Linked DNA regions of Mus musculus: region 2 is linked to region 1. Evidence: chromatin contacts called from public HiChIP or PLAC-seq data. All regions are on one chromosome and are shown on one strand. The core of a region is the stretch at or near the end of the contact, and the rest is flanking DNA. Distances in the headings are between cores, read along the strand shown.

Evidence for each region. HiChIP or PLAC-seq counts read pairs in DNA pulled down with a chosen protein or histone mark.
Region 2: a contact with region 1 is called in an H3K27ac HiChIP or PLAC-seq map of embryonic fibroblasts, with 21 read pairs. The contact joins two enhancer-like sites. A contact is called at or near these places in 1 of 15 datasets of contacts at CTCF or cohesin (the NIH/3T3 cell line), 32 of 484 Hi-C or Micro-C datasets (the 3T3-L1 cell line, the 63-12 cell line, the AML12 cell line and 23 more), 8 of 115 datasets of contacts at active chromatin or transcription factors (the NIH/3T3 cell line, embryonic fibroblasts, embryonic stem cells and 5 more) and 1 of 9 other capture datasets (adipose tissue).

The regions. Positions count from the first base shown.
Region 1 is chr7:109,541,711-109,546,825 of GRCm38.p6, forward strand. Denn2b (DENN domain containing 2B) reads right to left here. Exons shown (of 20, transcript NM_001001326.1): 5 at 3,367-3,518; 6 at 610-825. Among named protein-coding and RNA genes, the nearest start is that of Snora3, 24 kb to the left of the region's middle. Within about 2 kb of position 3,676, at least 88 of the 459 cell types and tissues checked have an H3K27ac peak or open chromatin away from gene starts, as enhancers often do. A contact at or near this core is called in the C2C12 cell line, the NIH/3T3 cell line, the STO cell line and 5 more, where this site is marked.
Region 2 is chr7:109,628,397-109,633,156 of GRCm38.p6, forward strand. It overlaps a transcript of Denn2b not described here. Among named protein-coding and RNA genes, the nearest start is that of Denn2b, 14 kb to the left of the region's middle. Within about 2 kb of position 1,690, at least 88 of the 459 cell types and tissues checked have an H3K27ac peak or open chromatin away from gene starts, as enhancers often do. A contact at or near this core is called in the C2C12 cell line, the NIH/3T3 cell line, the STO cell line and 5 more, where this site is marked.

The sequences.
Region 1 (5,115 bases), core at 2,426-4,925:
TCAAACTAGACAGGATGGGAGCTCCTGGGTCCCAAGAGTCATTGAACCAACGGAGACAAAGAGTTTCTCAGATATAAAAACAGGAACAAGGATTCTAGCCTTTCCTCTCTGGGCCATAACCTGGGGCCTGACAGGAAGAAGCTAAATTCACAATATGCCCAAGCATTGTTTGCAAGCTAAAAATACCATTTAGCTAAGTTCTGCAGCGCAGCATGTGCAGGGCTGAGGAGCGGGCACATGGACACATGTGCAAGTCATTGCTGAAAGCGCTTTGATTTTTGAGACATAGGAAGAGATGGTCTGAATCTTTAGGTCCCTGAAAGGCCAAAGATGTTTCTGTGAACAAGAACTCAAATTCACCTGTCATACTGGGTAAGAGAGTCTCAGCTCAGCTAGTCTTTTCCCTCTAACCCTCAGTACTGGGAAGGGCTAGTGCAATCTTATTGGTAAAGAAGGGACCGGGGAAAGGAGGCCCTCAATCTATTCAAGGGGAACTAAAAAAGCAGCCCAGATTAGAGGAGGAAGGAAGGAAGGAAGGCAGGCCAGAGCATAGCTGTTTGCCTACCCACCCATCTGCCTAGCGCCCTGGGCTCAATGCGGGAAGGATACCTTGGGAATGCGGCGGGACCTGCGGCTGGACAGCAGCTCACTTGTGGTGCTGAGGCTGTCCTCATTGAGGCTGGAGGGTGAAGATGGCAGGCTCAGCTGAGCCAACAGCATCATGTCATCATGGCTATGCCTCTTGGGTAATCGTGGCAAACGATGGCTCTTCCTTTCTGACCAGTTCCCACTGCGCAGGGACTGGCTGTTGGACTTCAGGGACAGCTGGCATGGGGGACAGGATATGAGAGGGAGCTCACTACAAGTGTTTTATCAGTATCTGTCTTCTGCTATCTGTGCATCCTCAGCTCTCACCAGTTCCCTGTTAGAATTCAATAACCTAGAGTTTCCTCCTTAAAGACCTTAGCTGTTCAGTGGCCAGGTAAGCACTAGATTAAATGCTTGCTTCTTCAAAGAAAGTGTTACTTCTTCTGCCAGAAAAGAATAAAGAAAAAAGATCCTCTATTGAGCTGAAAGAGGAGACAGAGCAGAAATCTCCAGGCACTGTCTGAACTTTGACAGAGGATTAGTGATTGTGGATGAGGGAACCACTCGTTCTACCTCCTCAGTTCTGAAGCCTTTTGTGCAAGAGGCCATAGCCTACCTGCCAACCTGCTCTGTTGTGTGAGCCTGACATCCTGGCCATGCTTACTTCCTCCAGAGAATAGGGGTCTTGGGCTGTGGCCACCAAAGTTGAGTAAGACAGACCTCACATTCAAGTGGCTCCCTCTCACTATACCATTTTGGGCAGCCTCGTTCTCTGGCCCTGTATATCCTTAATGAACAGCTGATGATCTTCAGTATAGAACACCTAGTTGGCTAATTGATAGTGGAACTGCTGGGAAAGCAGGCATCTCCTGAGAGCCCTCAAGTTTTTGTCTCAATCTGCCTCTTCTCAACTTTCTGCAAGTCCTTTTCTTTCCACTGTCAATATCTTTTCCAAGCTAATTAGTCTAGCAATACAGAGTCAATGGACGCCCATCTGAAAAGGGCACATCGGAAGGACAGATGCATCATCAAAGCCACCACATGACTTCAAAGCCTGGAAAAATTATGTGTTTTTCTGTCCAACGTTATAACATCCAGGTCCTTGCATTTGTCCAGTTAAAGAGTTACATGGGGCGGTCAGAACAGCTTGCTTCTCTACTCTCCTGGCTTTCCTACATCCTGGGACTCTGGATAAAACCAGAATGAGCTTGTCTAAAGTTTCTTTGGGCCTTTTGGCTTTCTCCTCTCTCCCTTCCTTCACTCCATTCCTCAAACACTTCTTTACTGTTCTTTAAAATAAAAGTTATATTTTATGTACATTGAGTCTTTTGCCTACATGTACATATATACACCACGTGTGTCTATCTGTGGAGGTCAGAAGAGGGCATCAAATTCCCCCAAACTGGAGTTACAGATAGTTGTGAACTGCTTTGTGGATGCTGAGAACTAAATGTGGGTCCTCTGAAAGAATATTAAGTGCTCATAACTGCTCTCCAGCCCATTTTTATTTTTTGAGTGTGTGAGTGTGTGTGTGTGAGTGTGTATGTTTGTGTGTGTGAGTGTGTGTGAGTCTGTGTGTGTGTGTGTGAGTGTGTGTGAGTCTGTGTGTGTGTGAGTGTGTGTGTGTGTGTGTGTGTGAGTCTGTGTGTGTGTGAGTGTGTGTGTGTGAGTCTGTGTGTGTGTGTGTGTGTGAGTATGAGTGTGTGTGTGTGTGAGTGTGTGTGTGTGGTTATACAGGCCCAGGGCTGAGTTCAGCTTTAGGTGTTGACCTTCACCTTCCAATTTGTCTGTTCTACGTGGTTTGCTTATGGATCTATCAGGCTAGGTAGCCCACTAGCTTCTTCAGATTCTCCACTTTGTCTTGCTATAGGAACCTTGGGATTACAGACCATTGCTAATGCATTTGGCTTTACTTGGGTTCTGGGGAATCTGTGCTCAGGAGTTCACATTGTACAGTAAGCATTTTACACACTGTGCTATCTCCCCATTCTAAATACTCCTTAATCTCTCCTGCCAGTCTGCTCTGCTATGTGACTCTGAAAGGCTGGTCATGCTCACTTCTTTCAGGGAAAGAACAAGGCTATGGACTCTGGCCACCAGGGCTCAGCAACGTAGGCCTCATACTCAAGTAGCTCCCTCACTACAATGTCCTGGGCTGCCCTTCTCTCAGCCCTAATCTATATACCCACCCTATAAACACTGATGCTTTTCAGTACAGAGCCTACATGACAGTGGATCCCACACATTGCCAGGAAGGCAAGCATCCCTGAGGATATCCTACCTGCCTGCCTATAGGGTTTTCAACATGGTAGAAGTCCCTAGGTACACAACTAGTTCCTGAGGCAACCCCTCTGCTAAGTGCTAGTGAGAACAGAGACTAAGAAAAGCTTGAAAGCACCTTGAGGGCACAGGCCCTCACTAGCTGGCTCTCCTAAGTCCTGCCATTAACCCTCAAATCCCACAACTAAGATAATTTGGGGCAGAGCTGCAGAATGTCAAGTCTCTAAGAAAGCCCTTATTTACTGCTAATAGGAGTTTGTAAGAGCTCCTGGTTTGGTTTTCTTGCTAGAACACAAATAGTGAAGGGGGGGGGGGGAGGGCAAGATAGGATGCCCTGGAGGCACATCTCAATTGCCCAAGGCAGTTTCAACACGGCAGAAGGTCCTGAGTGCACAGCCCTCTCCTGAGGCAAAGTCCTCTGCCAACTGCTAGCCAGGACAATAGCGTCAGTAAAAGCTTGGGGACAGGCCCCGACTGCCTAGGCCAGAGCTGCATTACCTGCATGGGTGGGTGGTTGTACTTCCTGTCTTGGGGACTCCACATCCTGTGCAAAGAGTCCAAGGAGTTCTCAGACAGTTGCTGGGATTTTCGTCCAGCTCTCCGGTTCTTTAAGTCCACATCCTCGTAGGGATTCTCCTTGGGAAGCCCTCCTGCAGAGGAGGCAAAGTTAGAGACAAGAAGGAAAGAATGAGAGAGTGAGAGATATACACACAATTCCTGTGAAGCACAGAGAATATCTTCAGCCTGGCCCTTCAGCTCATGAGTCACGCAGCTGCCTGTCTGCAGTGGGGAGGCTACAAACAGATCTTGGCTCCAAGTGCAGAAGCTGAGGCCCCCACTCCCCACCTCCAGTTCAGCTCAGCTCAGCTCAACTCAGCCCTGTCTGGCCACTGCTTTATAAATTAGGGATTGCACAAGACTGGCAGAGGACAACGCTGACACTACAAGCTCTAGCCTTCTGCTGGTAAAGCCCCCGAGATTGGCTTCTGGAAAGGCTTTCTGAGATCCCATAGCCGCCCCTTTACTCAGCTCTCTGTGGGTCTCCTGGGTCCAGTTTTAGGGGTAAGTATGAAAGAACTCAAAGGAGTCGAGGGAGCAGAGCTTTGCTAGATCCTCCTCTGACCTACTCCTACGTCTCCAAGTCTTGCAGGAAGAGATACTGTCTTGGGCAACCAGAGGGCCGAGTAGCCCTAGTGAGTGCTCAGTGAGACTTTGTTCATCCCTTTCTCTGAGCATGTCAGCTACCGCTTCTACGGGTAAGCTCAGCAGAGAGAGGATCCTCATTGTTCCCCATTTGGCAGAGACTTTTCCACGGTGACATGGGAGTGTGAAAGGCTTGGAAGGAGTCCAGGCCAAAAGAAAGGAAGAGAGTTCTTGCATCTCAGGACCAGTTTCTAAAATCTCTGGCAGTATGCTCTATATTGACACTACCAGAAAATCTTAGGAAAGCCCCAAACATAGTCCCTGCCCAAGACTATAAGATTTTTGAGATTCATCCTTTTCTAAGTTACACCTTCCTATGCCATCCCCTCTCCCATGAGGATGCTTCCTTCCTCCTTCCTTCCTTCTTCCCTTCCTTCCTTCCTTCCTTCCTTCCTTCCTTCCTTCCTTCCTTCCTTCCATCCATCCATCCATGTAAGTACACTTGCTCTCTTCAGACACAACAGAAGAGGGCATCAGATCCCATTATAAATGGTTGTGAGCCACCAACATGTGATTGCTGGGATTGAACTCAGGATCTCTGAAAGAGCAGTCAGTGTTCTTAACCTCTGAGCCATCTCGCCAGCCCTAATGAGGCTTTTCTAACACACAGTAAAACCAAGGAGTCATGTTGCGTCATCAGTCTAAGCTTAATCCCAGCACTGAAATCATGATGGTAACAAGATCCAGAGACTCCTTACCAATACAACCCTCACTTCCCCTCTGTTGTCTTGCCCTAGACTCAATGCTACTGTTTGGGACCTCTGTGGCAGATAGCATGCCCAGGGAAGGATTTGCTCCTACATTGTGAACAGGACTGAGTTTGGGCAAATGCTGAGCCCCATGCCTACCCTGCAGATGCCTGCATGTATCTTACCTCCACTCCTACCAGACTGAAAAAGGAGGCTGCTGGCATTGCAACTCACTTAACAGGGTACAGTAGAAAATGCAAGCCCAGCATGCTTAGCGATTCCTCATGAAGCTGAGGCTCTCCTAAACTCTAGCATCTATTTATTAAATAAGAAACCACAATGACTTTAGGAAATG
Region 2 (4,760 bases), core at 440-2,939, 85 kb after region 1:
AAACAAAACAAAACAAAAACAAACAGCCTTTTAACTGTTATGCCATCACTCCAGCCCTCAGTAAATGTAATTCTTAAAAAGTGTTTCTAGGGCTGGAGAGATGGCTCAGTGGTTAAGAGCACTAACTGCTCTTCCAGAGGTCCTGAGTTCAATTCCCAGCAACCACATGGTGGCTCACAACCATCTGCAATGGGGTATAGTTTTATGCTTATCCTTTATGCCCTCTTTTGGTGTGTCTGAAGAGAGCAATGGTGTACTTATATACATAAAGTAAATAAATAAATAAATCTTTCTTGTTATTTTTGTTTTGTTTTTCAAGACAGGGTTTCTCTGTAGCTCTGACTATCCTGGAACTCACTCTGTAGACCAGGCTGGCTTCAAACTCAGAAATCCGCCTGCCTCTGCCTCCCGAGTGCTGGGATTACAGGCGTGCACCACCACTGCCCGGCAATAAATCATTTTTTAAAAGAGACACCATGGATTAAATTCCAGAGATAACTGGAATTTTGAGCAACCTAGATGCAAGTATATAACAAAAGAGGAACCCCTCAGACTGAGAGATACGATGATGACATGTCTGGCCTGAGAGTTTTGTAGGTCCTGAAAAGCACGAAGGCAGAGAACCACTTCCGTCCCTGAGCAGCTGTTTTAGGAGAAACTCAAGGCCTGGTGAGATAAAGACCTCTTCCGGAAAGCAGGGACAGCTGAGCCCTGCTGCTGGGTCAACTGTCCATTCTGCTACGCCTGTGCCTCCCAACTGGGGCTCTGACCTCCCAGCGTTATCAAGGGCATTGGGCTGTTCAAGAATCTAAACAATTCATGCCAGTCTTTTCAAACCATGGTTCAGCATGGTCTGAAGCACACAGTGGTATTTGTATCTGTCAGAGTGACTCCTTAGGGGTCTCTAACCTTCTATACTAAGCTGCCATCTGATCGCTGTCTGTGAGGAGGATGGGGTTTGAATGTGCTGTCTGAAATGTTCCGAGGCAGGAATGCAGAGCTGCAGCCTCTTTGAGCATTGTTTGGATATGTACAAACAAACTTATCTCCCAGAGGCAAAGTTCACACGCTTGTAAAGACTCAGGAAGACAGAGGAGCAAAGGGACCTCAAAGGCCAGTTCTTATCCTGGGAAGATGGAAGGCAGGCCTGGAATGTAGATACATGTTGTTCTAATTAAATGTCACTGTCCTATAGAAAAAGATAATACACTTTATTTTGGCTTTTGTTATTTTTGATTTGAGACAGGGGCTCATTGTGTAGCCCAGGTTGACCTGGAACTAACTCTCTATGTAGACAAAGCTGGCCTTGAACTCACAGAGATTCACCTGCTTTGTTTGTGTGCTAGGACTTACCCAGCTCCAAAGATGGAATTTTTAAAGTCATTCTTCTCCTCGCCTCAAAGTTAGAAACTAGAAGTCTCTCAGCAAAACATTAGCTCTTATCATTGTAGATACTGGATTTATTCTATTTTTATTTACATGTATGTATCTGTATCTGTAGTGTGACTGTGTAAGTATGTATGTTGGTGTCTGCTGAGATCACAAGTGTCTTATCCTCTTGAGCTGCAATTACAGGCTACCTGACATTGGTTCTGGGAAGTAAACTGTTTCTCTGGAAGAGCGGCAAGCATTCTTAACCACTGAGTCATCTCTCTAGCTCCACACAGCCTACTTTTGAACACAGCACAGAACTGGTTTGGCTTTGCATAAAAGATGCCTGTAAATATGTCTGCTCACTCAGAGTTCAACACAGAGGTACCTATGCAACAGAAGAGAAAAGGGAGACTCCCCAGGATGCCAGGAGAGGAATTTTGGTGAGAAGATGAGTGAAGAAGGGATGGGTGTGGAGACAGAGAGACAAGGAGAAACCAGACCATGATTCTGAAGGACAAAAACAGGTGGGAACTTGTTCGACTGTCAGAATGGCTAATCTGGGGGAATTCCTAGGTTTTACTCCTAAAGGGGTGAAAGAACGTCTGTGAGTACCACTTAGCCTAACCGAAAGTTAAGAAAGGATTCAGGAAGCTTTTATTCCCCCAGTGTCTGGGTTTTTCTTTCTTTGGGGACACAGCTGCTATACCTAGCCCAGCAGACGCCACACCAGACTTCCCTGTCCCAAGCCATGTCACTTCATAGCATACACATGAGACACTGGCTTACTTCAAACATCACCAGACAAGGAAGTCAACCACTTCAGTCCTAAAGGTGATGAAAGACTATAGCACGCCATCAGCCATGCACAGTACATGTCATCTGAGGAAAAGGCCACAGGGGCTGAGGAAGAAAGTGTTCTCATGAAAATCCAGCAAGGTTCAAGTGAGGCTTTCTTTACTCTGTGCACACCTAAGAATGACCAGATGACCACGGATTTAATTAAATTACATTCCCTCCCATAATCTAGGCTTCTCCAAACATATCCAGGAGAAGCAAATCCTGCAGCAATTTGAGGATCAGAGACCCAGAAATAACTGAAAGACTGGAAGAGGCAAGGATGGAAATTTGCCGTGGGGAATCTGGAGGACTGAAGAGGTTTCAGGATTTTGTTATTGTTTTAATAAATGGGACTACCTGTTCCAATTTATCCAAGAAAGTCTTGTGATGGTTCTGCTACAGTTGACTTCACCTGCTATCTGAAGGACAGAAGAGATAAGATATACCTTCCAGATAAGACCCATCCACAAACCTAACTTCTTTCCTATACTACCTATATACCCCACCCCCATAACTTAAACCTTTAGGACACAAGACTAGGAAAAGAAATTCGAAGACAGAGATGGACCACAGCAATACAGAGGAGATAAAGAGGAAAAATAAAGTAACATGATACAGAACTTAGGACAGTAACCAAGGGTAAGGTCATTCTGACTAAACTCTGTGGAGTCAGCCTCTTTGAGAAACTTTAGGAACTGGGTCAGAAACTGAAAGCAAATGACTGACCAGATGAACTGAGAGCCTAGACAGAGCATACAGAACCTCTCTTCAGTCTGGCGACTTTAACCTCTCTCTTACAAGAACCTGGCCATACAGCTGTCTCCACGGAGCTCCAGCAGCGTGACTCAGTAACCATGGTTGTGCATTAGACATGCAGGAGCCAGGACCCCACGCTCCCAAAGCAGAAAAGATTCCCTAGACTGCAGGATAACATAGCACTTCTCTGGTCTGTCTTCAGGGGCTACAATGCAGTGGTGTCTATGGGGAAACTAAGGGTCAGGACACAGACCACGATAGCTTTATGAAAAGGCATATTCCTCAAAAGTGCTTTCAAGATGACCTTCAATTCTGTTTTCCATTCTCCAACGGTGCTGGCTAACATCACCAAGCCAGTTATCACATCAAAGCACACAAACAAAGCACTATTCCAAAGGTGCTTTGCTATGGTCAGGTTCTATGGCCAGCACAAGTGCGAGTGGGGGTTTCTCCAACAAAGGAGGTTATCTCAACAAGACAGACAGGCATAGAGGAGTAAGGAAGATGGGAAATGAGGCGTACAGGTATACCTTACAGAGAGAGGAAGAAGCTTCCTAGGTGCTGTTCATCATTTGGCCAAAGCCTACCAAGGCAGAGTAGTGCCCTCAAGAGTCAGGTTTTATGGACACAAGCAGGAAATTACATGGAGTCAAATAACCCTTGTAATTCCTTTAAAAAAGAGACTATCCACAGTCTCTTAAGAGATATTCAATTGAATATTATTCATATATATAATCTCTGTGCACTTAAGACTCTCAGAATTAGAAAGACCCAAGAGGTCTATAGTTCTCACAAAACATTTCTTAGTAGGAAACCCAATAATATTTTCCAAATGCTTTTGCCCAGAGTTTGGAGTTACCTAGTATCACCTTGCTTGTGTATGGGCTTGTTCTAATCCCTCAATCATTCTTCCCAACTGCTTCTATTATAAAACTGCCCTAAAAGAAGGAGAGCTGAGAGCAGAGGTGCCACTCCACCACTAAGGGTGAGCTGGGAACAGTCCCTTCTGTTTTCTTGGCTCCCATCTCCCCACTGTGAAAAGAAACGAAACTAGATGAACTCTAAAGACTCCAGAAAACTGAATTGCTGAATGAAAATCACTTTGCAAGGCTCATGGTGCTTCACAGACATGTCAGATGGGGATGGATCAACCCTCACGAGTCGGAGACTTTACTGAGCACATTCCTTGTCCTCAATTTCATCCTTAGTCTCCCACATCTAAGACCTGCCTATCTCACACTGGGCCACTCTCCGGAATGCACCCCCTTCTTTGTTATGGTTCTAGCTCTTTCTATACCTTTAGCAAGTGACTTAACTAAGTGTCTGCTCTCTCTAGAACGTCCCTGCTTTCTTCTGCCAGAAACATTTCCGGGAGCTGGAGTTGGCTTGGCAGCTAAGCATAGCTACATTGGGCAGCTCACAACCACCTTTAACTCCAGCTCCAGGGATCCAGTGGTGTCCTCTGCCCTCTGTGGGACATCCACACATATGCACACATACAGGTATACATACTTTAAATTTTAAATTAAACTAAACAAGATTTCTATAGACCTCTACACTCACTGTCTCACTTCCCATCTCCTGTGCATCAAAGCCAAACTCACAGAGTAAAAACCTTGGCTCTGCCCTATGAGACATACTGGTTCAGGACAGCTCAGTACAGTGAGCCTTGGATAGATACTATGTGTTTTCTACATGGCTGCTGTTCTCCACATACAAAACACATTTGGCCTCTCTTTTACTTATAAAGTCAGCCCAACTTTCAAAGACCAAGAAAAAAAATCAACCCTGCC